Linked DNA regions of Mus musculus: all the other regions are linked to region 1. Evidence: chromatin contacts called from public promoter capture Hi-C data. All regions are on one chromosome and are shown on one strand. The core of a region is the stretch at or near the end of the contact, and the rest is flanking DNA. Distances in the headings are between cores, read along the strand shown. Region 1 overlaps Dnm3 (dynamin 3). Region 2 overlaps Dnm3 (dynamin 3). Region 3 holds the start of Dnm3os (dynamin 3, opposite strand). Region 4 overlaps Dnm3 (dynamin 3).

Region 1 (5,799 bases), core at 1,321-3,820:
GGTTTCTCTGTGTAGTCCTGGCTGTCCTGGAACTCACTCTGTAGACCAGGCTGGCCTCAACTCAGAAATCCACCTGTCTCTGCCTCCCAAGGGCTGGGATTAAAGGTGTGTGCCACCATGCCCGGCAAGGAATGTTCTTGTAACGTCCATGATGTGGATTAAAAAGTAACCACTGCCACACTGGGGTGTAGAATATCAAACACTCTCAGCAGTTTTTTATGGAGGGGTGAGGATGGAAGCCTGTAGGAAGTGAGTTTAACCGAGTTGCACAGAGAATGAGAAGAGGAACACGAACCGCGTGGTAAGGAGAGGCGCTCTCTGGAACCTCTAGCCCTTGAGCTTCAGTTACAAAGAAACTGCATATAAGAAACAGCAGTCACTTGAATACTCTGATTTTGCTAAAATAAACAATACACTGACTATTCCTTGTTCTTCCTGTTCTCTGGGACAGCAACTATAGAGGTTTCCCAGAGTCTTCAGTGCATAATATCCCGTGCAAAGTAATGGCTCCCCTGAAGTAGCATACAGACCTTTGTAACTGGTGGCATATTGTGGGAGGACGGAGGAAGCCAGAGTCTTAGTAGAATTCTAAAGTGACTGTGGTGAACAGTAATACTCTGGACTTCTGCCATGGGGCGAGGGCAGAGAGGGCAGTGAAATAATGGAGTTATGCAGGTGTGTTCTCGAACCCCTGACTCCATCCAGGGGAGAAAACAAACTTGGATTTTGTTCCAAGCAGGAACTTTGTCTCCACAAAATAATAGCCCCTGGTTGGTTTCACAGAGGACAGAGCCCAGTGTCCCCAAAGTCTCCAGAACATAAGTGTGTCAAAGACCATTGTGACAGTATTATTACCAGCTTACAGACAAGCCAGAGTACTTTATAGCTTCACCCTGTGAAGGAATTGACAGGCCAAACTTAAGGAACACAAGTTTGCTCTGAAGTGTGAAGCATTGGATGGTTTTGAAAACTTTTTACTGTAGATGTTTCTTAGAAAGATTTCTTATAAAGTACCTTTTCATTCTGGGAAATGTGAATTTGGTAAATCCCATAATGTTCTAACAAGTGAGCGGTCTGGCTCCTGTGATTATGAACTATTATCTTCTCCTTTTAAACCTGTTTATCCTGGCCTCAAAATAACATTCGTACCTCTTCCTTTTTAATTCCTGTAAGTTTTCCTGAAGGATAGGTGTCTTCGCTAGTTTTAGGTCAGCTTGACACAGGTTGAAGTTATTGGAGAGGAGGAAACCTCAACTGAGAAAAATGCCTCATAAGACCAAGTGGTAGGCAAGCCTGTGAGATATTTTCTTAATTCGTGATTGATGGGGGAGGGTCCAGCCTACTGTGGGTGGGGCCATCCCTGGGCCAGTGGTCCTGAGTTCTATATGAAAGCAGGCTGAATAAGCCACGATGAGCAAGCCAGTAAGCAGCACCCCTCCATGGTGTCTGCATCAGCTTCTGCCTTCAGGGTCCTGCCCTGTTTGAATTCCTGTCCTGACTTTAGCAGTGAACAGTAATATGGTAGTGTAAGCCAAATAAATCCTTTCCTCCCAAAGTTGCTTTGGTCATTGTGTTTTATCACAGCAACGAAAACCCTAAGACACTAGGATAAAATAAAGTTCTTAGAATTGCACAAAAACTCTCTTGTGTTAATGCATCTTCTATAGGAAAGTTTAGCATTCATAGATAGGCTAGGCTAGTGCAGTGGTTTTCAACCTGTAGGTCATAACCCCCTTTGGTGGACCACATATCAGGTATCTTGCACATCATATATTTAACACATGATTCACAACAGTAGCAATATTACAGTTATGAAGTAGTAACAAAATAATTTTATAGTTGGGAGACAACACAGCACGAGGAACTGTACGAAAGGGTCACAGTGTTAGGCAGGTTGAGAACCACTGGGCTAAAGGCTTGTGGCAGAAAATACAGTCATTGGTAGATGAAGAGTTTAAATATTCTACCAAAACACTCAAAAAATTCAGAGGCCACTTTGCATATGTGTTGATGTGACAAGAGAGGCACACAGTACCAATGATAAGAGCAGGGAAGTAATGGGAGAGAACATTAAATCAGCCACAAGTCAGAAGTCTTGTTTTTGGCCATACCGTTATCCATTATCTAGCTAAGTCTTGTGCCTTCACAGAAATGGGTTGTCCCTGTTAGGAACGGGAGGGACTCTAGACCCTTGTAGTTACCATAGCGTCTTTGAATGTGCTTCAAAGGCAAACACAGAAACTACAGAGTCCTGGAGCAAGAAGGGCTGAATTCTGGGTTCCCCGCTGCTTTACCCAAAGCAACCTTACTGTTAATTACTTCATGTCATGGGATTCCATAGGAGACTGTGAGCAAATGAACGGTTCTAGTGCTTACAAGCACACAAGGAGAGAGAGGGAAGTTTGAGAACTGCATGCTGAGCTGAGCTGAGTTGATGCTGGGTTCCTTCTTGCTTTAAGTTCTTGTTCTTAAATTCATCTATGCACTGAAATATGTGTGAGTAGGCAAAGGAAATGCAGTGTGCCCTGAGGAGAATTTCCAAGTTGCTGCACATCAATCACAAGGAATCTGCTGCGAACATGTGGCAAGGTTTTCTGTGATTGGTGTTGTTTCCCTTCAGTGAGTTACCATCTGCCCGGTCCTCATCAAAACATCAATTTCAGCTTAATCCCCTTTCTTCCTCTCTGGTAGTAAAAGGACCTGGCTTACTTTGAAATAGCGCAGAGTTATGATTACGCTTTCATATGCAGGGTGGTTTCCATTTTATTAATATAGAACTCTAGAATACCAAAATGAATTTGATGATTAAGCTCCCCTCTGAGATTCAAAGTCTATAAAACACATTCAAATAAAATATACTAAAATTCATTAAATACAGCGAGGAATTACTATTTGCTAGAGGCAGTGCAAGATGTGGTCTAGGGCATGAAATCTGGTAAGCTTTTGCTTGCAAAGTTGTCTACAGTCTTCAATAAGAAGGCAAGATATCCTATGTAAGTTTAAAAGGCAAAAAGGCAACATCAGCCTCCAGAGGCAAGAAAAGGCCTTGAGATGATGGTAGGGAGAACTTTGATAGGTGTGGGAGAGGGCACTTCTGGTGATGACATTCTAAGAAGTTCAGATGAAACAGAAGAAGCAACTCTTTTGGTGGAAAATATGTATGTTTTATGGAGACTGAGGTGGTATTAAAATTAAAATAGTGTGTAAATGGAAGATAGCACAGGGCCCAAGGTGAGTAGACAGCACAAAGTGCAGGATGCCCCAGTGGCCTAGATAAAAAGTGATGAAGTAGGCTGGTAGCAGGGTAAAAGGTCAAGGGTATGCATGGTTGATGAGACATACACCTGGAACCGACATCCAAGAACTCAAGAGAATAGCCAAAGGTTATAAAAGAATGGGCACGAAGCTTTTAAAACAGTCTGGGAAGAAGACAGTCGATAGTGGTGGCTTAGACTAGTGTGACTGGAGAGTAGATGGAGTTATGTGTACTGGAAAAACATGTGACAGGTGGTACAGCAATGATGTCACTAAGATAGGCAACAACGGATGCAGGTAAGTCACGTATTCAGTGAGAGGCAGCGGGTTTTAAAAAGAGACACAAAAATCTCTCAAAAGGCATTCTATGTTTGAAGCACTTTGAATGTGTGATATTTTGAGAAGAAAGATAAATGTCAATGGGTGAACAGGGCTGTAACAGCAATGGGTAAAAACGATATGCCATATGGGATTTTTCCCCACAGGCCTGCATTGGTGAGGTCGTTTGGTTATGTCTCACAGAATATACAGAAAGCAGAACGGACACTCAATATGAAAGAATGGGAGATATAAACACATCTTTACTGATGTTGTTTGTGGACTAGCTCTCAATGAACAAGTGATGCCTCTTTTGAGATTTTGGCCGGCGGATTTTTCTCTTCATCACAAGCTTGGATGTTTAGAACTCTCTAATGTTCTATTTAGTTCAAGTGGTTGGATGTTGGTACTTTGGCGCCATTGCCAATAATACAGTTCAACAAAACAAACCCTTAAATAGGGTTTAGTTTTTCTCTTTTTAAACATATCTGATTCTCAGTCCAAACCAAGATGCAATTGCTGTGTCTTATGTGTGAGACAAGTGCAATTGACTGACCACCGTTAAGACGACCTCAGTCAGTATATTCTGTGTCCTTCTACCAACCTCTCTCTCTACTCAGTCACCCACAGTGCTTCTCACCATCTCAATTACTGATAGGCACTCTCTCTGATATGCATCTCTGCCCCTTCACCAATATCTTGCTGTATTCTCTTTTCTTTCCATGAACTGAGCCAGGGAGTTTATGTTGTTAACCAGTAATTAAGCAAATTTGAGAAAAACTGTGTAGGTCCTCTTTGGGAACCCCATTCCTGTCATTACAAAAACAGGAAAAAACAAAAACAAAACACAAGCTAGTTCATATTCCTTTTACCCAGTTCACCTAGACTAAATTTGCAAATCACTGTTTTCTATATGGCTTCGACATAAATTTCCAGATGGAACAAGAACCCAGTAGCTCAGGATGCTTGAAAACTCACTGATGTTGAACCCATTGCTTCTGTAGCATTCTACTTTAGTAAAATACTAACCATCAGTTTAGAATTCCTTGAGTACTTGATAATCTAGATGGAACAGCACAAAAGAGGCCCTTCTACAAGATGAAGCCTGCTTTATATGTTGACAAAAAAAAAAGCCTACAAAATCCTTGTCTTCAAGTGGGAGGCATGAATAATAAATTATGTAAAATTTTAAAATTCTAAGTGTTACAGAGAATCATAAATCATGGGGGCAGGGGTGCAGTGCTACATAGTCACAGAAAGGCTGTGGGTTTTTAGGCTCTTGTGTGTATGCTGAATTGGGTTTGTGCCCAATTAATGACTGGGGGGAAACCTAAGAGAGGCAAAGAGGCAAGTAATGCAGAGATCCAAGGTAAAGGCATTTTTCTAGATACAGGAAATGGCAAGGGTTTCATTAGCATTTGTAGAATAAATGTGTATTTATGGAGTCTTTCCATATCAAAGTTGTCCTGTTCTGAGTGGCATCCTTGTCTTCACGTTGTTACTGTAACACCATTTGCTTTCGCTGAGACACCTGTCTACCCATGACATCATTACAAGTATTTCTAAGCCGTGAAGGAGATGGACAGCCAGAGAAGCCTGAAGTGTTAGCACTACTGTGGAGCCCCATCAGAGATAGAGATCAGACCTGCTAATTCCAAACTCCAGGTCTTTTGGTTAAGAAGATTTTTACTCTGTAGGTCAGAAACCTAACTGAACACTGCTTTTGCATTTACACTTTCTTACTGAATAAACATTTATGTAATAATAGGGCAAGCAGTTCCTGCAACAGCAAAGACCTTTCCTCTGCCTACTGCTAAGTTTCCGTTACATCTCCTTATGCCCATGAGGATGAAAATGAGGAAACAAAGGGGAATAGAAGGACCGAAAGGGGCACAGGGTGGATATGTGACATTATTACATCATCCAATAAACTTTCCAATAACCCTACACCTCAATGAATCTTAGTCCTTTTCAGTATAGTATAATGATAGTTACAACCTCCCACCAATTCTGAAGTAGATTAGACTATGTATCCAGAAAGAAAAAGTTTAGAGTCCGTGAGATGGCTCACTCAACAAGAGGGCCATCTGCTAAACCTAGTGACCTGAGTTCAATTCCCAGGACCCCCTTGGTGGAAGGAGAGAACTCCGCATAATCGTGTTGAGGCACGTGCGCACACATGTGCACGTAAACAGAATGTAAGAAACATATTGTAATAAAGTGTTT
Region 2 (6,268 bases), core at 2,862-5,361, 76 kb before region 1:
TATGGATACAGTATGGAGGATGAGCTCCAAACTGTAAGCATAAATTAAAGATGGATGAGGCAAATCTGTCACTGAGAAAATGAGCATCAGGGTTGTTCCAAATACCCTGGGTTCTATGTGAGCATGAGGGGGGATTCTATGTGGGCATGAGGGGGGATTCTATGTGGGCATGTGGGGAGATTATGTGTAGGCATGGGGGGGGAATTCTATGTGGTCATGGAGGTGGGTATGTGCTAGACTTGCTGTGTGTAGGGAGAGGAGTTTGTTGTGCTCATAAAGAGAGTTAATTAAACAGAGTTTACTTTCTTAGGATCTGGTTAACATCCCGAATGCTAAAATGTCATGCACTCAGTAAACAATGAGCCTTCTCAAATCTGAAATGAGCCATACTTTACAGCTGGCTCTCCTATATGGCAGGTATGTTGCCTTAGGGACAACTCAGAGCAGTCATTCCAACATGAGAAGGGGAAAGACGAATCTCACATTCTCCTTCGAAAGAAGCCAGATCTATACTCTGGAGACAGCACAGCTTGGCTTGCAGTGTTTTCCATTTACACTGAAATTCTAAGCTACAGGAAAATAGCATACAGATGTGGCGCTTTTGATTCGAGGGGACTCTCTCGTGCCAGAATCTCTGGTCAGGAGTATGACCACATTTAAAAAGTATTAGCATATTTTTCACAAACTATCACTTATGCATAGTATAAGCAATTAAAAAAATAAGGCATGGGGTAATAAAGACCAATACCACTGAAGTCTCCACCCTTCAATTACAAGTCAAAGCAGTGAGCACTTGTATTTTTGAGAGCCTTACTTTCAACCAGCTTCTTCCGCACTACAATACCAGATATTCATGCTGTACAGGGCAGGCTGTGGAGGCCCTGAGGGCCTGAGGTCCTGCAGGGACTTCAGCCCTATTCCAAAAGGTTTAATGAACAATAGTTTACAATTTTTGAGGTGTGTGTGTGTGTGTGTGTGTGTGTGTGTGTGTGTGTGTGTAGGTATTGAACTACACATGTGCATGTGTGTATGGGCATGTGTGTATGTGTGTAGGCAGTATATGTACATGCATACATGCATAAGTAAGTATGTACATGGAAGTCAAAGGACAACTTTGGATGTAATTCCTCACGTGCTATCCGTATTAGTTTTTGAGACAGAGCCTCTCATTGGCCTTTTCTCAACAGGTAAACTAGGCTCCTGGCCAAAGAGCCAAGGGATCTGCCTGTGTCTATGTCCCTAGTGCTGGAATTACAAATATACCACCATGCCAACTTTTCACACAGCTGCTAAAGATTGAACTCAGGTCTTTGTGCCCACAAGGCAAGCATTTTAAGGCTGAACTACCCCACTCCAGCCCCAATAGTTTATATTTTCTCATTCCCTTCATCTAGTGAGCTGAAAAAAAAAAACACAGCAAACTGTATCCACCATAGCATCCATGAGCTGTGTGTGTGTGTGTGTGTGTGTGTGTGTGTGTGTGTGTGCATGTGTGTGATTTTATAAACACTTAACCATCCATGAACTTCTTGAGAAAGGAACAAATCATGGTGCTCCTCTCGTGAGCAGAGTAGCATCTCCCCAAATGTCAGCAGCTGGCTCCCTATCAGTGTACCCACAATTAACCCAGGGCATGCATGGCTGCTTGGATGGATGGTTGGCTGTTTTGTTTTCAAGTAACATGAATGCATGAACAATGCAAAAAGTTTCAGACAAGAGATCTACTGTGGTGCAAATGATCAGGATAAAATGCTTATAATTCAAGAACTGAAATACTATAAGAATTAAAACATGAGTTTCACATTTTGTTCAAATATTTGTCCCTAAGAGTTGTTGTATTATTTAGAAATACTACCCTTTCCTTTGTGGAAGAAGCCTTGAGTTTATTATTTTAAGTGACCTGCTATTCTCCTTTAGAAGTGTGCTCTAAATGATGTGAGTTCACCTCCTTCCTTCTCCATAGATGTACATTTCTGGCATTATTTTAACTTTATTAAATAGCATTGCCTGGGTTGTGAGCAGCTCTATCAGAGTATAAATTTATGAAGTGACACATTTTTTAGGACCAGCCATCTCTGTCAATTTACTCCATAATAACACATTCCACCAAATTAAACTGCAAAATATTTCCCACATTTGTTTTACATTCTATACATATGGCTTATGAATAGCAAGCTTGATGAATTCCAGCTGCTTTAGCTATGCAGGCCAACTCTTATATAACAGATTCCTTTCCATTCCTATTGTATCCACCGAGGCCCATTTTAAGCGGGCCACCTGGTAGGATAAACGACCGTTACAAGAAGGAAAAACAAAACACAACAAGAAACCCCCAAACAACAATAAAGAAAACCAGCCTGCCGAATGCAAGACTACTTTCCCCAGCTATACGACTCTTATATTTCTAAGAAAATGGGAAGTAGCACGAAGCTTTTGGGAAAGTTACATGAAAATTTAACCAAACGAGTAACGCCACGAAGCAGCATTTTCTCATTTATCTGTTGTAACGAGAACATTAAAACTGCTCGCACCATTCATGTGTGTTGCCCTGCCCGTTATACAGACGGTTCAGCCTCCCCTCAACCTCCCCACACTCTCCTGCTTCCACGCAGCTGGAATTCATCAAGGATGTAGGAGCCAAGTCAAATGTTGACCCCACCCTCCTCCTCCATTTTAAGGCCCCTTCAAAGCCAGTGAACGGATCGAGTTCAGTTTTGCCAACAAAGCCTGCCATACTGCCCTTTAAGGCTCCAGTTTGGAGGTTTTATAACTGCACAAGCTTTGATTTGGGGTCAGTTCTTCAGCTACACTGAGTTCCATCAGTTTGAGGAACCCTTCTGTGACAAATCCTTACCATTCCTTTGCTCAGAGTTGGTCTTTTTCTTTTGCGTGACCCCTCTGACATGTCCCATAACCAGCTCTGAAAACATAACTTATTTCCCTTCCAAGAAGGCCAAAACAGAGCAGCCACTGTGGCCATCCACACACATTTCCCCTGACATTTGCATTGCCCCATAGACTCCTTGGAATGGCCAGCAGAGGGTGGCTATCCCAAGATACATAGAATCACGTTTGTCAAGACAGCATGCAGGAGCAGAGGCTGGGCATGCAGGAGCAGGGGCCGGGGAGACAGGAAACACAGAAGAGCCGCACTAGGGCAGAGAACTTACTTTGTTGCTCCCCTGTGCATGCAGTCACAAGGAAGGGAAAAAAAAGTGAGAGAAATATGTTAAACACAAATTTATTTCAAAATTATGAGGTTTTTCCTTGCTGGATCGGAATCCGAATGAATAGCTGAACCCTTCGATAACTTCCCATTGTGTACATCCAGGGCTCAGGCCTGAGTCAGAGAATCCGTGTAGGTAGGGGGAGTGAAGTCCCGCGTTTACAACAGTGTGGCGATATCCCTCCATTGCTTTCTACTCAGAATACTTGGGCTATGGGAGCCAAGCCAGAAAGAATTGGTTTGAATCGGTAATAAGTGAACCGCTAGCATAAAAGGCAGAGAAGTCAGTGTGCTGGCTCGTCTTTCCTGACAGCCCTTCCTCCAACATGCCAAGCATGGAAAATTTCATCAGTCATTACTTTATTTTTTTTAAAACAAAACAAAACAAAACAAAACAAAACAAAACAAAACAAAAAACAACAAAACAAGCACTGCATTCTTGGTTTCAACGAAGGTGGAATTAAATTAGTTCTTTCTTTCTTTCTTTCTTTCTTTCTTTCTTTCTTTCTTTCTTTCTTTCTCTCTCTCTCTCTCTCTCTTTCCTTCCTTCCTTCCCTCCCTCCCTCCCTCCCTCCCTCCCTCCCTCCCTCCCTCCCTCCTTCCTTCCTTCCTTCCTTCTTTCCTTCCTTCTCAAAGAAAAGAAGCAAGTACTGAGGCATGGAGTGGGTGGTTTGGGACAACAGAGGAAGCAAACCCAAGTTATAGACTCCTTCTGAGCCTTTCTTTTCTTTGGTAAGTTATGAGTTTCTGTCTTGGGTTGGCATGGGAAGTCAAGACTGTAGAGTGGGGCTTTGGCCAAAATAAACAGTACTCCATAGTCAGCAACATGGGATCTGGAAAGGTTAGTCACAAAACCGTCATCAACATTTCTAAATGCAAATACTGTGTGTGTGGAGACAGGGCATCCAGGGGCGAGTGGCAGCCTGTGACTCTCCTGTTGCTAACCGAAGCTGGGAGAGCATGATTTACATCGAACAATTGAACTCACATATGGCCTAAGAAAATAAAACGGTGATTCATTGCTCCTAGAGCAGCCCGAGTCCTTGCAAGGTCAGTTCCTGTGGGGCAGACGTGGTGGGATGTGAGCCCGGAACGGATCTGAGTTTCTCCTCACAGGGGCCCAGAAGAAACGCCTTGCTGAGATGTGAGGTTTGCAGAGAGCTGTGAGGGAAGTGTGTGCATCAGAAGGAAAGCCTGGGGTAGGGGCCTGCCCTTTACATTTAGTTTGAGGATTTAAGGGGGAGGGGGAAACACACCAGGAAACATTCTGAGAGAGTGGGAAGGCGATGACCCCGGGAGAGGGTTTCCTTGAGTTCCATGCCTGCTGCTGACCTTAAGAAAACCACCTTTCCCAGGGACCATTTCAGCCATTGTATTTAACAAGGAAAATATAAAGGCATTGATAAAATCCTATAGAGAGGTTTCTTTAGCACTGGGCTGCCATAGTACAGCTGTTTGCACACTAGTTTATCAGATGCATAAATAATGACATAAGAATGAATGAAGTAAAAAACTAAACTAAACAAAACAAAACCCCAGAGGAATCCTTCCTAGAGGGGATGCCAACTGCTCAGTAAGACAGTAAAGACCCCACTGGGGAGGGATTTTACTATGGGTAAAAGACCATTTTCTAGAATAATGGGACCCTGGTTCTCCTAAGAAGAACAATATTGCTGGAAATACCTCAGACAGATGGAGTTTATTGCATTCCACAGCAGAGCAGCTTTTGATCTAGCAAATCAGTTTCAGGAGTTCAACCAAGTGTTTCTGGACACTCGGGGATGACTAGCTTCCCTGCGCAGTGGCAGATGGTGCGAGTAGCGGCAACAATGATGTCACTGTGTAGGATGCCCTGATCCTTAAATAAAAGACACAATGGAAGCAGAGAACATGGCGTGGCCTGGCCAGTTGCCGGTTCAGTCAGCCAGTTCCCAGTCATCTATTTGGTGACAGCCATGGATGGCAGTTCTGAGTGGTGGATAATGTTTTTATAATGTTCTCCACTACTCTTGTTGACAATAGCTTACGTCTGAATCCTTGAAAGTGTTTTTCCATGGAAGGGTAACTAAGACCTTTGGAATTGGACACACAGCTGCTCAAAGTTCTGGGAGAAACACTGCTGTAGTAGTGGTTGTAGTGGGGTATCAGACCCTCCCACTCCTACACAGACTGTTGGTTGCAAGGTTCTCCGTATATCCCTCAGTTTCTACCTGCTACAGGACCCTTCTGGCTGGCATACATCACCCCCTACCCTAAACTTCTCTAGCCCAGGGGCTGGGCTGCCCTACCACCAGATGCCCTTCTTTATATAATCCAGCTACCTTGGTGACCTGGTCTTTCTCATCTACTCTCTTGGCCAGTCTCTTGGCCCAGGCTGCCCGTCTTGGTCCTCAGCTGCTCTCCCCTCTCCTTTCTCTTCACATGGTCCAACTCATCATGGTCACGTCCACTCTGGACTCTCCCAGAGGTCCCTGCCCCTGCCTATGTCTCCTTTTTATCTACAATAAACTCTCTTCTCTGCCATACCAAGGTGCTTTCATAGCCTCTCCTTTGTTATTTCTTTTTTTTTTATTCAATTATATTAGTAAATGTTTGTAAAAGTCTACAACCATTCCTCTTTTACCCATTTGGGGATACATAGGGACCCTTTCTTCTAACTTTTTCTTTGACACAAAGGAAAAGTCACTGTAGACTCTTCTAAAAGTAACATTTCTGAGGTACCAAAGGGACCTCGGTAGAAGATGGTTCCATCTCAGGTTGATTATAGCTGCAGCGTCCTGAGTTCACAGAAAAAGCTGGGGTTCGGGGTTCAGAGTTGTTTTGTTTTTCTACCATTAGGTTGAGTTTCTGAAGAAGCAGTTTACACTGGTTCACACTGGAGGAGGAGGAAGATATGTAACAGAAACCCCTCTGTATAGAAGTTTCTCTCTGTGTGTGTGTGTGTGTGTGTGTGTGTGTGTGTGTGTGTGTGTGTGTGTGATGTTTTACAGGAAACAGAAACCTTTTAAAATGCTCTAAGGTTTCTTAACTGACTTCACACCA
Region 3 (5,857 bases), core at 2,386-4,885, 64 kb after region 1:
CAAGAAAATATGGTCGCTCCCATGGTCATCTGTATTCCAAAAAGAACAGGGTCACGTGGTTCATAGCCACAGTACACAAACGTAAATCCTAAGGTTGCACTATGCTGCGTTCAAAGCTTCAACTCTCAAGTTATTGTCATGGAAAAAGTTTGGTCAGAAACCATGTTCATACCCCAGTAGCTTTTGCTTGCTGCATCAACACTTCTAAAGAACCTAGCATAGTGTTGGTCAAACCAAACATAAAATGATGTCCTTGCCTTCACCCAGATTATACTCTATCTGGAGGGAGAGAGTAATGTGGAATAGCAAATAGTTCAGTAAAAATCTAGGACAGAGCACCAGACAGCTGACATTTTAGTGGCATGGACTATAATATACCCCAGTACAGGGGAACGCCAGGGCCAAGAAGTGGGAGTGGGTGGGTAGGGGAGCAAGGTGGGGGGAGGGTATAGGGGACTTTTGGGTAGCATTTGAAATGGAAATGAAGAAAATATCTAATAAAAATTTTTTTTAAAATTGGTGAGATATGCTTTTTTGTGTAAAGTGGAAAAAAATCTGAGTTCTGTTCTGGCATTTAGTGTGATCTCAAAATCAGCTTCTTCTCTGAGCTGTGATTAATCATCAGTGAAATGATAATGTCTGCACTCCAAGCGCATAACACGGATATATTAAAGGACTAATGCGCGGTGTGTGACCTGTTCTTTCCAAAGGCGACCACTGCAAAAGCAGCGGAAGGAGTCACACCACCAGCTTGGGAAGGCGGACAAGGTGAGGAAGAAGGAAGCCTCAGGTGATGGAGCTAACTGTCATTGGGTTGGAGCCTGAGCACACGATAGAGCATTTAGCTTACATGCTTGAAGCTGGAGGGTCAATTTACTTAGTTAACTTGTACACAAGTTCTCTAATACAATAATTTCAAGCTAAATCATAGATCATTGAGGTTTGCATATCTAGATATCACAGACAAAAATAATTGTGAACATTAGTAACTCTGCTCTGGTCCAAGTACAGAGACACCAACTTTGAATCTAAGTATTTCGAGTTATTAAAATTAGCCAATCTGGGGAATGATGACCAAGAGGAAGGATGCTTCCATAACACTTTAAAGTTGAGTAAATTTCATAGTCACTCAAAGTGAGGGCATGGCTCAGACAAATGGCTTTCGAAACAAAGAAGCTAAATAACTGATGTTAAAACATCCGAAGACCAGTGTAGATGGCTCGCTTTGCCATCTGGGCCCATACATCTCGGGTGTTTGACTGGTAATTTTACAGGCATGGAAAAGTCCTCAAGCCAGTCCCAAAGTGGGGCTTCCTACAATAGCGTGGAGGCTTTTCTCACTGAGTGAGAGCACTAACATTGCTAACATATGTGAAGGTGAAAGGGGGTGGTCCTTCAAGCTCCTTCCCTTTCTATGCCTAGTCCTTCCTACTGGGCAAGCACACAAGTGGACAAGACCAGATCTGCACCCGCCCTCCCCAGCTATCTGTAGCAAGGACAACTCAAAAGAAAACAGTCCACTGGAAGTTAAAGTAGATAGTGAATGATTTTATAAGAATTTCTGAAGAAAATCCCTTATGATGCTTAAAAAAAAACTTAACTAAAAGCATAAATTTAGGCCCTTACAGAAACGGTATAAAGTCTTTATTTGGTGTAAGCAGAACCATTGAGAGGGTCTAGCTGTGTAAACTGAGACAAAACCATAGAGCAGTCTGGTCAGAACCACTTTTCATTTGCCAACTCCTGTTCCATGGACAGAAACTGAAGTGGGCAGAAGAAAGGCCTTCACTATGTGCAGCAGAAGCAGGCCTAACCTGGAGTGATGGATTCCAAGTGAACCACCTCTCACCAGCCCATGCCTTCTGTAGGACTTAGTACGACAGACATACTGAGGACCCAGCAGCATCCTCTTGCAATCAGACCATTAGGTCACACTTAGTCACCCTTCCATCATTTCCAGTAATCACGTAGCAGCCCTGAGGGAAACGGCAGCTGACTCACACTGCGCTCCCCTAACCACTCTCAAATAGTCCCTAAAGAAGGAGAAGGAGGCCGGTAAGAAGACACTAATAGGAAGCATTCCCCTGGCTTGCATCAACTATTTAATCCTGTGTCAACCTGGTGTATTTAACCTGACATAAACCTCTTTGCTCTATCATAAGCTTCTAGATAAAGTACTCTGACTTAATCTTCTTCACAAGGGCTTGGGACCACTTTTGAACCGTTTGTGGTACATCAATTTAAAAGAAACCATGTTAGGAAAAAATAAATAAGTTAAGGCGGCTCTCACTTGAAGCATTTTGAAACAGCCAATATAGATTTGTACATCTCAAAAGTGTCATAGAAGGCAGGTACAAATAAGTTGTTCGGGCTCTAATTCTTACAAAAATACTATAGCCCTTCATCCTGTGAGTTAGATTTAGAAAATCTCCCACATTGTGACCTCTACAAGGCCAATTGATAAAGCTCTTATTTGAGACAAAAATCTAATATCAATCAGAATACAGTGGAAAACAAGTTAGGGGACCTCATGTTCACAACATTCAACAGCCTACATAATTTGAAACAGTTAACAACTGGGACAGAGGACTAGAGGCCAAGCGAGCTGAGAGTTTGTAAGTGGTCAAGCTTCACTGGGCCAGTTTCAACAGATTTACTTAACCAGAGATAAACCTCATCATCAGAACACCATGTAAACAAAACAAAAGTATTCAAACAGAATTGGGAGTAGCCAGCAGGATAAAACAATGCTGTCCTTAACCGTGTGGCTCTACCAGAGGGAAATGTTCAGAAAAGAGCGGTACAGCAGTGTGGGTGCTTGAAGTCTAAACTTTTTAACATTTCCTTAGGTAAGGCTATAGAACGGCATGCAGAGAGCCAGCCAAGAGAGCTGAGGGAGGGAGACGAGGAAGGCCACATATGGAACTAATTACTCATGGAGAGGCCATGACAAAGAGCATTTCTCCAGACTTTTCATGGGGGCTTCACTTTCAGGAAGTTGCTGTAATTACTGCTCAAGTCTAGAGCAGCCTGCAAGCTGCTGACAGGTCCAGCAGAAAAGGAGGAGGAGGAGGAGGAGGAGGAGGAGGAGGAGGAGGAGGAGGAGGAGGAGGAGGGAGAAGGGGGAAGAGGAGGAAAAGAAAGGGGGGAGCCCCAACTTATCTGACCTCACTAAGGAGTAAAATACAAGAAAACAAAGTATCGCAGGAAAGTTAAAAAAAAAAAAAAAGGCCTCGAAGTTTGCCTGCTTAACAGTGTTTGACTTTCTGCTTACTGCTTTGTCATCTTTCTATCTTTAAATTACTTCTTCAGCCCAGATCAGGCAACAAATTTGTACTTCTACTCTCAACTCACTTTCGGTTGGCCACAGCAGAACTGTACATCTTGCCTTTTTTTTTTTTTTTTACAGCTTTTCCATACTGGGGCCCCACTTCCTGCCCAGTTGAGGGAAAAAATCTGGCCTGAAGATGAAATGACTGCTTAACATTACACGAAAACATCTGGTACCATTTTATGCACAGACCCATGTCTGAGAGCAGGCGATTCTAGCGGTCTCTCCAGCGGCACAGCGCATACCCAAACCTCCCCAGGGTGACATCATCCCATATATGGACTCTCCAGCCCAGCCCTCCCCCTTTTCCTGGTCCTAAATTCATTGCCAGTTCCCTAGTCTGCTGCAAATGTGCCACGTCAAGACTGGAAATCACAGCCCTTTAGTGTGTCTCAGTCGATGCAGCAGACAGGGTTCAGGGGGGAAGCTGAACAAGCCCCTGGTGCAGGAAGACAGGCTCTCCCCAGCCCCGGGACAGGATTTTCCACACACCGATGGAAGCTTCAGGAGATCCTGCTCCGTCGCCCCAGTGTTCAGACTACCTGTTCAGGACAATGCCGTTGTACAGTAGTCTGCACATTGGTTAGACTGGGCAAGGGCCAGCAACGCCATGGACGGCTGGGGACACAATGTGCTGCTTCCAAGGAGAGGACAGCTGGGTGCTCCTTTGTTGAATCTCATATCCAGTGTTTCTCTTCACAGGTTTTGCAAACTAGGGACCAAGAAGCCCTCAGGGACTCTGCCAGGGGAGAGGACTGCTCCAGGGAAGACCAGCGGGTAAGGCCTCTGGGATTGCGTACCTGGTCTGTGATTGGGGAACTAGATAGAGATCCCATCACCTGTGTGAAGACGCTGGAGACACTGAGCTAAGGGACAGATAACCGTGAACTTAACTTTCAAAAGAGCAAGGTCGTATGGTAAATTGTGATTTTCTGTGTGTTTTTTATAAGTCTAAATGTTGATCGTTCAAATGCTTTCTTAAATGTAAGGGTCTTCCGCTTCAAAATAAAAGGTGGGGAAAAAAACCTCACTCCAGACAAGTAGCAAAAACTGAACGAGACTTAGTTTTGAATGGTTGAAACTGATAATTCAGAGACTTAAACTCGAGCATGGATGAGCTATGTATGCAACCTCTAACACTCCAGGAATGAATGCATTTTGCCCTAAAGGAAAAAAATGCAATTTTCAAAACTCTTGTATGAACAGGGAGCTTTTCTGTTTATCTATATAATAGAAACACCAGAAATAATAGTACCTAACGATAAGAAGCAGTCTAGTCTTTTGTTTTTTGCTTTTTTGTTTTGTTATTTTACTATCAGACAATGCAAACGCACTTAGCCAGAGATGAGGGCCCAAGTGCCAAACCCACATCTTACTGACTCAGCAACTTAGCAGGCCAGGGGAATAGCGCTCTGTCTTTAGTGGGCTCACTAGATAACATTGAAATTGTTCTTCTAAAATCCAAGAATGGCTGATACTTGCTGGTCAGCTGAGCCTGCTGGCCCATCTTTTTTTTTTTTTTTTTTTTTTTTTTTAACAAGGCTCTCACTTGTCCTGGGCCTTTGAAATGATAAGGCACGTTGTCTAAAAAGATGCTGATAAAACAGGAATTTGTAAACGAAGGCAAAAGTTTTCTTTGGTCAGTTTCCAGCTGTCCTGGAGGTGAAGGAGAGTGGGGGAGGTAGGCAGACTGGAAGCAAGAAAACTTCCTCTGGCTGAATGAAATACTGAAAGAGAAAATACTAGAAGAATCTGGGTCACTAAGTAAGCTGGGAGGTTTGTATTGAGCATCAGCGGTGGCTCCGTTAAAGAAAGTTCTGGGAGAAAATGTTGCTGCTGTACCCATAAAGTCTCGCCTTTCATTTATTTTCACCCCTGGAAAATTTCATTCCACATTCTATGGGATGAAATATTATCTGCTCATTGAGCTTTCTGTGCAAAACGAATACACTGTCTTTTGTCTTTTAAAGTGTGAATCTTTGTCTAAGTTACACATTCTCCAATAACCCAAAGGAGAGTGCAAACTCTCCTTAGTAAAATACTATAGTATAGCTGCATCTCTGAGTTTTCTTCTTACAATTTTTATTTTTAAAAAATTATGCTTCATATAATCCCAAAACTGGTATCTTGGTCATAAAATTTTCTGATGAATTATGGCAATTAAGTAAGAAATATAGCGGGGGACATTTAACTGCTTGTCACTTAGGTGAAACAGGCGAGGCACCATTCATTGTTCTGTGAGAGTTGAAGAATCTTAATTATTTTTAAAAGAAGAGTTGAGATTATATATATATACACACATACATATCACTTTGTTTGCACAGGAAATTAAAAGCACTATTAGTTCACTTATGGAAGTTGTGTGTCTCAGGAAACACACTTTCTTGACTAACGCGTCACGAAAGAGGACAGAGAAGAATCACTTGGATCATATTTAAGATTTCTCTAATTTTGAGGGCCTATTGTATACTAGAAATAATTGAATTTTATAACTTGCCTTTATTTAATGATATTTAATTTAAAATT
Region 4 (5,923 bases), core at 2,112-4,611, 100 kb after region 1:
CCAAGCATCAGCACATACTATAACTGTCACCTCGAACATGTTACTTAACTTCTCAGAGTTTCAGCTAACCACAGTCACGGAGCCATTGCCACCCATACCTTTAGGTCATTGTGAGGATTAAAGAAAAAAAAAGTGGGAAAGACTTGGAGTAGAACCTGCTGTCATTATCTGTCAAAATGGAGATGATACTGTGTGATTCTGTGTGGCTGACAGGAGACTGAAGGGCAAACACACTACCTCATACAAAATGACCAATTAATAAGCTGAGACTATTGTTATGAGTGCAATTATTAGAAAATAAAATATTCTAGAGAATGGTATGTACACACAAAAGTATAGGGACCATTCCGGGAGATATAACCACGTAGTAAAAAAACAAAGGAGCCCACCTCTGGCGTGATTGCCACAAAGAGCAAAGCAATTCAGTAGCTCACGTGGCTCTTTTCTCCCTGAATATCTGTTGTGCTCACTGAATTTTGCACTTACGTCTTCTCCTTTCTTCACTTACTTACAGTCAGGTTGTCTGGGCTCCCATCTTCCAAAAAAGCTTGAGTGTAGTGACTGAAAGCAGGTAAGCCCCTGTACAAATGGAACTACCTTCCCAGACCCAGGTTGATCAATGATTACTATAATGGTTCTAAGTCGGGGGTAATCCCAACCCTCAGGGCCATTTGTAAATGCACAAAAGACACATTGTTTTGTCTCTCTGTCCAGGAACTCAAGGGGGTAAGTGAAAAGCTTGTCGATGTAAGATGTACAATAACATCTGTCAGAGTTCAAGTATAACTCATTCTAATTTTTAGACATAAGTTAGTGTTCTTATAATGCTGGAATTTACTATATTCATAAACTGCATTTCAGAGCAGGGAAATAAATGTTGTGATGACATATGTAGATGGGAACCTTAAATAATGACTATGGGTAAGCTCCATGTGAACTGTGTGAAAGGATGTTAATCTGGAAGAGACATCTGTTTATTACCTTGAGTCACAGAAAAGTTACTTATTGGTTCAAAACTAGTAAGAGCTTAAGTAGACACAAGAGTTTCCCTTCTGGATGTGAACATCATAACCACAATTTTATAGATAGTTTACATATCTAGATGTTTAATTCCAGATGTTGAAAGCTCTGTCTCTTCTATCTAGTCAACATTTATTAGACTTTAACTAGAGAGGTTTTTGTGCTAGATGCAGAGAATATAGCAGTTAAAGTGGCAACAACTGCCTTGACCCTATCCAAAGCTCATGGATTACTGCAGGAGATGGACGTTTACAACTATGTTTTAAAAGCAGTACTAGAGAGACAGGTTTCTATGGCAACATAGAGTGTCAACTGAAGATAGTATAGGAGTCAGTGGCAGTGCTCTCAAAGGTGAGCTATTTAAGTTGAAGGGAATGAAGAGATGCTATTCAGGCAGAAATGAAAATGGTGATACTCCATACAGAAGAACGGACACACACACACACACACACACACACACACTCCCAGGAAGAAAAAAACCAAGACCAGTTGCTCTCAACCTTCCTATGGCTGTGACCCTGTAATAATTTTGCTGGTTATGAATCATAATGTAAATATCTAGTACACAGGGCATCTGATGTGTGACCCCTACCCACATGTTGACAACTACTGGCCTAGGTCATTGGCTAAGTTGCCTGAACACCAGTGTTTTCAGAGCACAGAACCTTTTTTTTTTTTTTTTTGAGGTTGATCGCTTTTATTTATCATTCTGCAGGCAAGATTATCTACAGTTTGGATTTGCCTCCCTTAAACACATTATATTTTTCTCTTTGTCAGCCATGCACATGATCTTAGCCCTCAGTGCAGTCGGGTGGTGCTTTCTACTGTGGCTCCACAAATGTTGTAAGGCCAGACACATCACTAACAGCAACATATGGTCACCTAGCCATCTCCATTAACATTCACCCAACAGCCCCAGATTTTGATTCACTTTGAAGCTATTGGTTAGCATTCTTCTGAAAATTCCAACCCAAGAAGGGGTTACTATTATTGCTTTACTTTAAATATGAACTTGAGTCCCTCAGACACTTTCAGGAACCTCATGCATTCTCAATGATGCTGCTATCTGGTTCCAGCTGCTTCTCTTATAAGCAGGCAGAGCACAGAACCTTGAGAGGCAGGTCAAAGGAAAGAGCAGGAAGCGGGCAGGATTGGGGGCCATGGACATCAGAATTTGGACTTTATCCTAAATATGAAGAAGTGTTGTTGGGACGGCTATAAGCTGAGAGGGCCATGTTCTTGTTCATGAAACAAAATGAGAAAACACATCAAGTGTTTGCAACGTTAGCAACGAGTTTCAGGGGAGAGTGTTGGAGTTTCTGGTTAAAGTCAGTCTTTTCCTTACTTGTGGACGTTAATTACCCATGTTCTCCCTGACCTCCATAATCATGGCTAATTGAAATTTGGCTCTAACTCAAGAAAATCCACCAGGAAACCTAATAAGGTATATAGCAGATGAAATTGTGATTTTGATTGGAAACTAAAGCCCCTGTAAGTAACAGGCCTTCTGATTTCTGTGGGAAATGGAGAGGCCTGGCAAGTATCAGTCATCCCGAGCAGCTATTTTGTTAATCCCCTAAACTAGTTGCAGATGTTGGCTCAAACAGCCACAATTTTGCATCTGTAATTTTAAAATTGTCTCATGTTTCTAAAACTTGACTCCACATGCACCGGAAATCACTGACATGAATTATGAGGCCCAGGAAGAGAAGAAGCAGAAGAAATGGCAGAAGAGATAGGAGATAATACTGAGAGTGGCTGGGCTTGTATGGCTGGGCTATGTGCACAGGGTGAATGAGGGATGACACAGTTCCTTCCTCCACGACATGGATCCTGCAGCCAGACATCTGAAAACGAAAATCCACAAGGAGATGTACCAAACAAGAGGAAGTCTTTTATAGATGGCTGCGTTCTCAAAAACACATCCTCCTTTTTCCCTGTCCCCTCCTCCACTTCACAACAGGTCAACAGGAAGGCCAGAATGCTAGAAAAGAACATAATTGTAAACTAGAAACTCCTTACCTTAATTAAGAAAGTCATTTTTAGCAGGAAAGGGAAGGAAATAATAAAAAACAATTCTATTACTAAGCCAATGTTTTAGTTCTTTTGATTAAAAAAAAATCATAGAGATTGCAGACTTAAAGAGTGCATATTATCACATAAACAAAAGAATAACCAGGGGCCACAGAAAATAAATTGCATTGTGATAAGATGCTATTATTATCTGTCTTGCTCAGGCGCAGTTTCATTTGTATTTCTGTGCACCATTTCCAAGACTGTGCTCCATCCATCCAAGAAGCCTAAGTGGCAGCAGATCTAGTAATCTGCCCACAGGGGCCATCCATCACAGGCTCTGTGTAAATAACTTCACCAGCATGGAGGACAAACGTTTCAGCCAATTACTTAGTAAGGAGGGGGTTTGGTGCCGGGCTTCAGGGAACCAAGATGTGATTATAAAACCAGGGCGCTCATTTCCTGAATGGGGAGCATTCATCCTGGAGAGGTTAGCCTAACGGAATCCCATGGGGTGGAGAGGGGCTTGGTTTCTGAATCAAAGACATTTCATAGTAATTTTGAGGTTGAGTGGTTCATTCCTTCATTTTGCTGAAGCTCTGCATATTTACATTTTGTTCAAAAAGATTATCTTCAAGCTATGCTTCTTTTCTAAACTTACATAATTAAAAAATGCATACTAGTAGACAAATAAAACCACTTTGGTCTTTCTAGATTTAAATCTCAGAGCAGCATTAACTCTTCAGTCACCCAGACTACTCTAGGGAGGTCATGATCTCGCTGCACCACACGACTCCCCCAAAGGGAAACACGAGCCCAGAGAAACTGTGAGGGGCCTGTTCATTGCAAATATTTGGGGGAAGGAGGAGAAAGGCTTTATGAAAGGTAGGGAGGTTATATAGCACATAGAACTCTAGACAGATCCCCAGAGCTACCATCTGGGGAATCTACAAGCTATTGTTTTCAATTATAAGTATCATATTGGAAAATATTTAAAATTTTGCAATGGTTTACACTAACTGACATTAATGTATTGATATGTAGACACCTGGCCAAAGACTCCTTTAAGCAGTAGCAATTCCAATGAAGCTAAAGATGGAGCCCATGAGGCTAAACAAGAGGTCCTACCTTGCCTGACTATTATTTTTGCATGAGCCTCTTTTTCCATGAATAAATATTATGAGACTCTCTAACTGCAATAAATTAAGGACTGAGTTAAAGACGCCTCCTTGGATGCTCCCAAGTTAAGCATACTAATACAGGAAAGGTGTCAATGATGCTATTGTGCTAGGCATGAAAAACTCATGCTCTGGGGAAAAAAAGGACAATGGGCCTCAGTCATGGTGAATTAGGGGATATTTACAATTGGTGGGTTTGGTTTCAACACGAGAAGCAATGGTCAAGAGTGAAAACAAGAGCTCTGCTGAAAATATGAGTGTGCCTCGGCTTATAATGACTGTCCTTTTCACTGTCATAACGAGCCAGCGACCACCTGCCCAAGAGACATTCTGCTATAGAGCCTGGGTGTCCTCACTACGAAGTATTTCAGGGCTTCTTTATAATCAATGATGCCTGACAGTTTGTCTTTCACTAATCCCTTCAATTACTGTACTGAAAGGACTGCGGTCCTCTAAAAACTATGAAGTTGGCATTGCTGTGATAGATTCTCAGCCTATGAACTGGTGGTGAGGGTCCCAGCCGGCCAACAGCTGAAAGCGTCCCTCTCCTCCTATCAGTGAAAAGCCCGAGAGACCTGGCACTTCACACAGTACTAGGGTATCTTACTGCAACCTCCCCACTGATACTAATAGATTAAAAGTATTTTCATTAAAAACGTAAAAAACAGTTAATAATATCTATTACCGGTTTATATTATTCTGAGAGGAATAACATATCAAAGCAAAAACTGAAGATACAAGTACACAAAGAGTTAAAAATCAAACAACCACTGTTTCATCTAAGGAGCTGTTATTTGAAAGTTCTTCTTAGTTCCTGGGAACCTCTCTCTGTCAGTGTCATATATACATCCTTTTTTACAAATGATAATTTTATTTCAATAGCAAGATATTCTACTCTGACATTGAATACTAGAAAAGTGAATTCAATTTATACACGGATGCTTTGCCCCAGACAAGGTTTTAATCTTCGACTAAGAGTGAACAATTTGCAGGAGGAAAAAAAGTATATTTGCAAAGAATGGCAGCGAAAGGGACTGCCTGGCAGATACTAAAATAAATGAGAGCTGCCGTATTTAAGAAGCACAGCACTATACAAAAGTCAGCAGAAGGAGGGACTCCATGAATTACCTAAGTAAAGACTCCAGGTTGTAAAGCTGATCCTTGACTGGGCCTGGCGCCAGGATCTACCACTTGTCTACTATTGTACTACCCAGGGTAGTACTTTTCCAAAGATCACATACATGACTTATAAAACAGAAGAAACAGTGATGGCCCCAGCTTCAAGGGTTGCCAATGAAATGGATATGTTAATGGAAGAAGCATACTTCAGGCAATGGCTGCCCACAAAGTGTTTAAGAAGGTGTGAATTGGAGCGAGGGTGTGTGTGGTGGTACAAACCTGTAAACCCAGCACTAGAGAGAGGTTAGGCAAAAGGACTGGAAATCCAGCAGCAGCCTAGGTACACGGTAAGTGGCAGGCAGTGTGTGTAAGTAAACATGAGATATTTGTCACAGCTTCAGAGGACAGAAGCATGTGACCCAGCCAAAAAATGGTTTCCATACACTTAAGTACAAATCCAGAAAACTACTATGGAAAAAAATACATACACACAAGCAAGACAAACTATATATTTCTTAAATTATCTAAGCAAAATTAGTACCTTTTATTTTATAATATAAAACATTAAAGAGACAGAAAATGCTTTATAACGT

What was found. Promoter capture Hi-C pulls out the DNA fragments that hold promoters and counts their contacts.
Region 2: a contact with region 1 is called in a promoter capture Hi-C map of cranial neural crest. The contact joins two enhancer-like sites. A contact is called at or near these places in 6 of 39 promoter capture datasets (the 3T3-L1 cell line, cranial neural crest, frontonasal cranial neural crest and 2 more), 4 of 484 Hi-C or Micro-C datasets (the 3T3-L1 cell line, nephron progenitors and uterus) and 2 of 115 datasets of contacts at active chromatin or transcription factors (the NIH/3T3 cell line and fibro-adipogenic progenitors).
Region 3: a promoter capture Hi-C map of cranial neural crest shows a contact between it and region 1. The contact joins the promoter of Dnm3os here to the enhancer-like site in region 1. A contact is called at or near these places in 9 of 39 promoter capture datasets (the 3T3-L1 cell line, the SN4741 cell line, cranial neural crest and 5 more), 7 of 484 Hi-C or Micro-C datasets (the 3T3-L1 cell line, 3T3-L1-derived adipocytes, embryonic fibroblasts and 1 more) and 3 of 115 datasets of contacts at active chromatin or transcription factors (the HPC-7 cell line, craniofacial prominence and embryonic fibroblasts).
Region 4: a contact with region 1 is called in a promoter capture Hi-C map of cranial neural crest. The contact joins two enhancer-like sites. A contact is called at or near these places in 6 of 39 promoter capture datasets (cranial neural crest, embryonic stem cells, hippocampal neurons and 3 more) and 1 of 484 Hi-C or Micro-C datasets (nephron progenitors).

The regions. Positions count from the first base shown.
Region 1 is chr1:162,150,636-162,156,434 of GRCm38.p6, forward strand. The region is part of intron 14 of Dnm3 (dynamin 3); the gene reads right to left. Among named protein-coding and RNA genes, the nearest start is that of Dnm3os, 64 kb to the right of the region's middle. Within about 2 kb of position 2,571, at least 5 of the 459 cell types and tissues checked have an H3K27ac peak or open chromatin away from gene starts, as enhancers often do.
Region 2 is chr1:162,072,605-162,078,872 of GRCm38.p6, forward strand. It overlaps Dnm3 (dynamin 3), which reads right to left. Exons shown (of 21, transcript NM_001038619.2): 17 at 3,171-3,182. Among named protein-coding and RNA genes, the nearest start is that of 2810442N19Rik, 71 kb to the left of the region's middle. RefSeq lists an enhancer at 1,427-4,956. Within about 2 kb of position 4,112, at least 99 of the 459 cell types and tissues checked have an H3K27ac peak or open chromatin away from gene starts, as enhancers often do.
Region 3 is chr1:162,213,988-162,219,844 of GRCm38.p6, forward strand. It overlaps Dnm3os (dynamin 3, opposite strand), which reads left to right and starts at 3,636. Exons shown (of 1, transcript NR_002870.2): 1 at 3,636-5,857. All of the region lies in intron 14 of Dnm3 (dynamin 3), which reads right to left. It overlaps Mir199a-2 (microRNA 199a-2), which reads left to right and starts at 3,827; the gene lies at 3,827-3,936.
Region 4 is chr1:162,251,745-162,257,667 of GRCm38.p6, forward strand. The region is part of intron 13 of Dnm3 (dynamin 3); the gene reads right to left. Among named protein-coding and RNA genes, the nearest start is that of Mir214, 31 kb to the left of the region's middle. Within about 2 kb of position 3,362, at least 28 of the 459 cell types and tissues checked have an H3K27ac peak or open chromatin away from gene starts, as enhancers often do.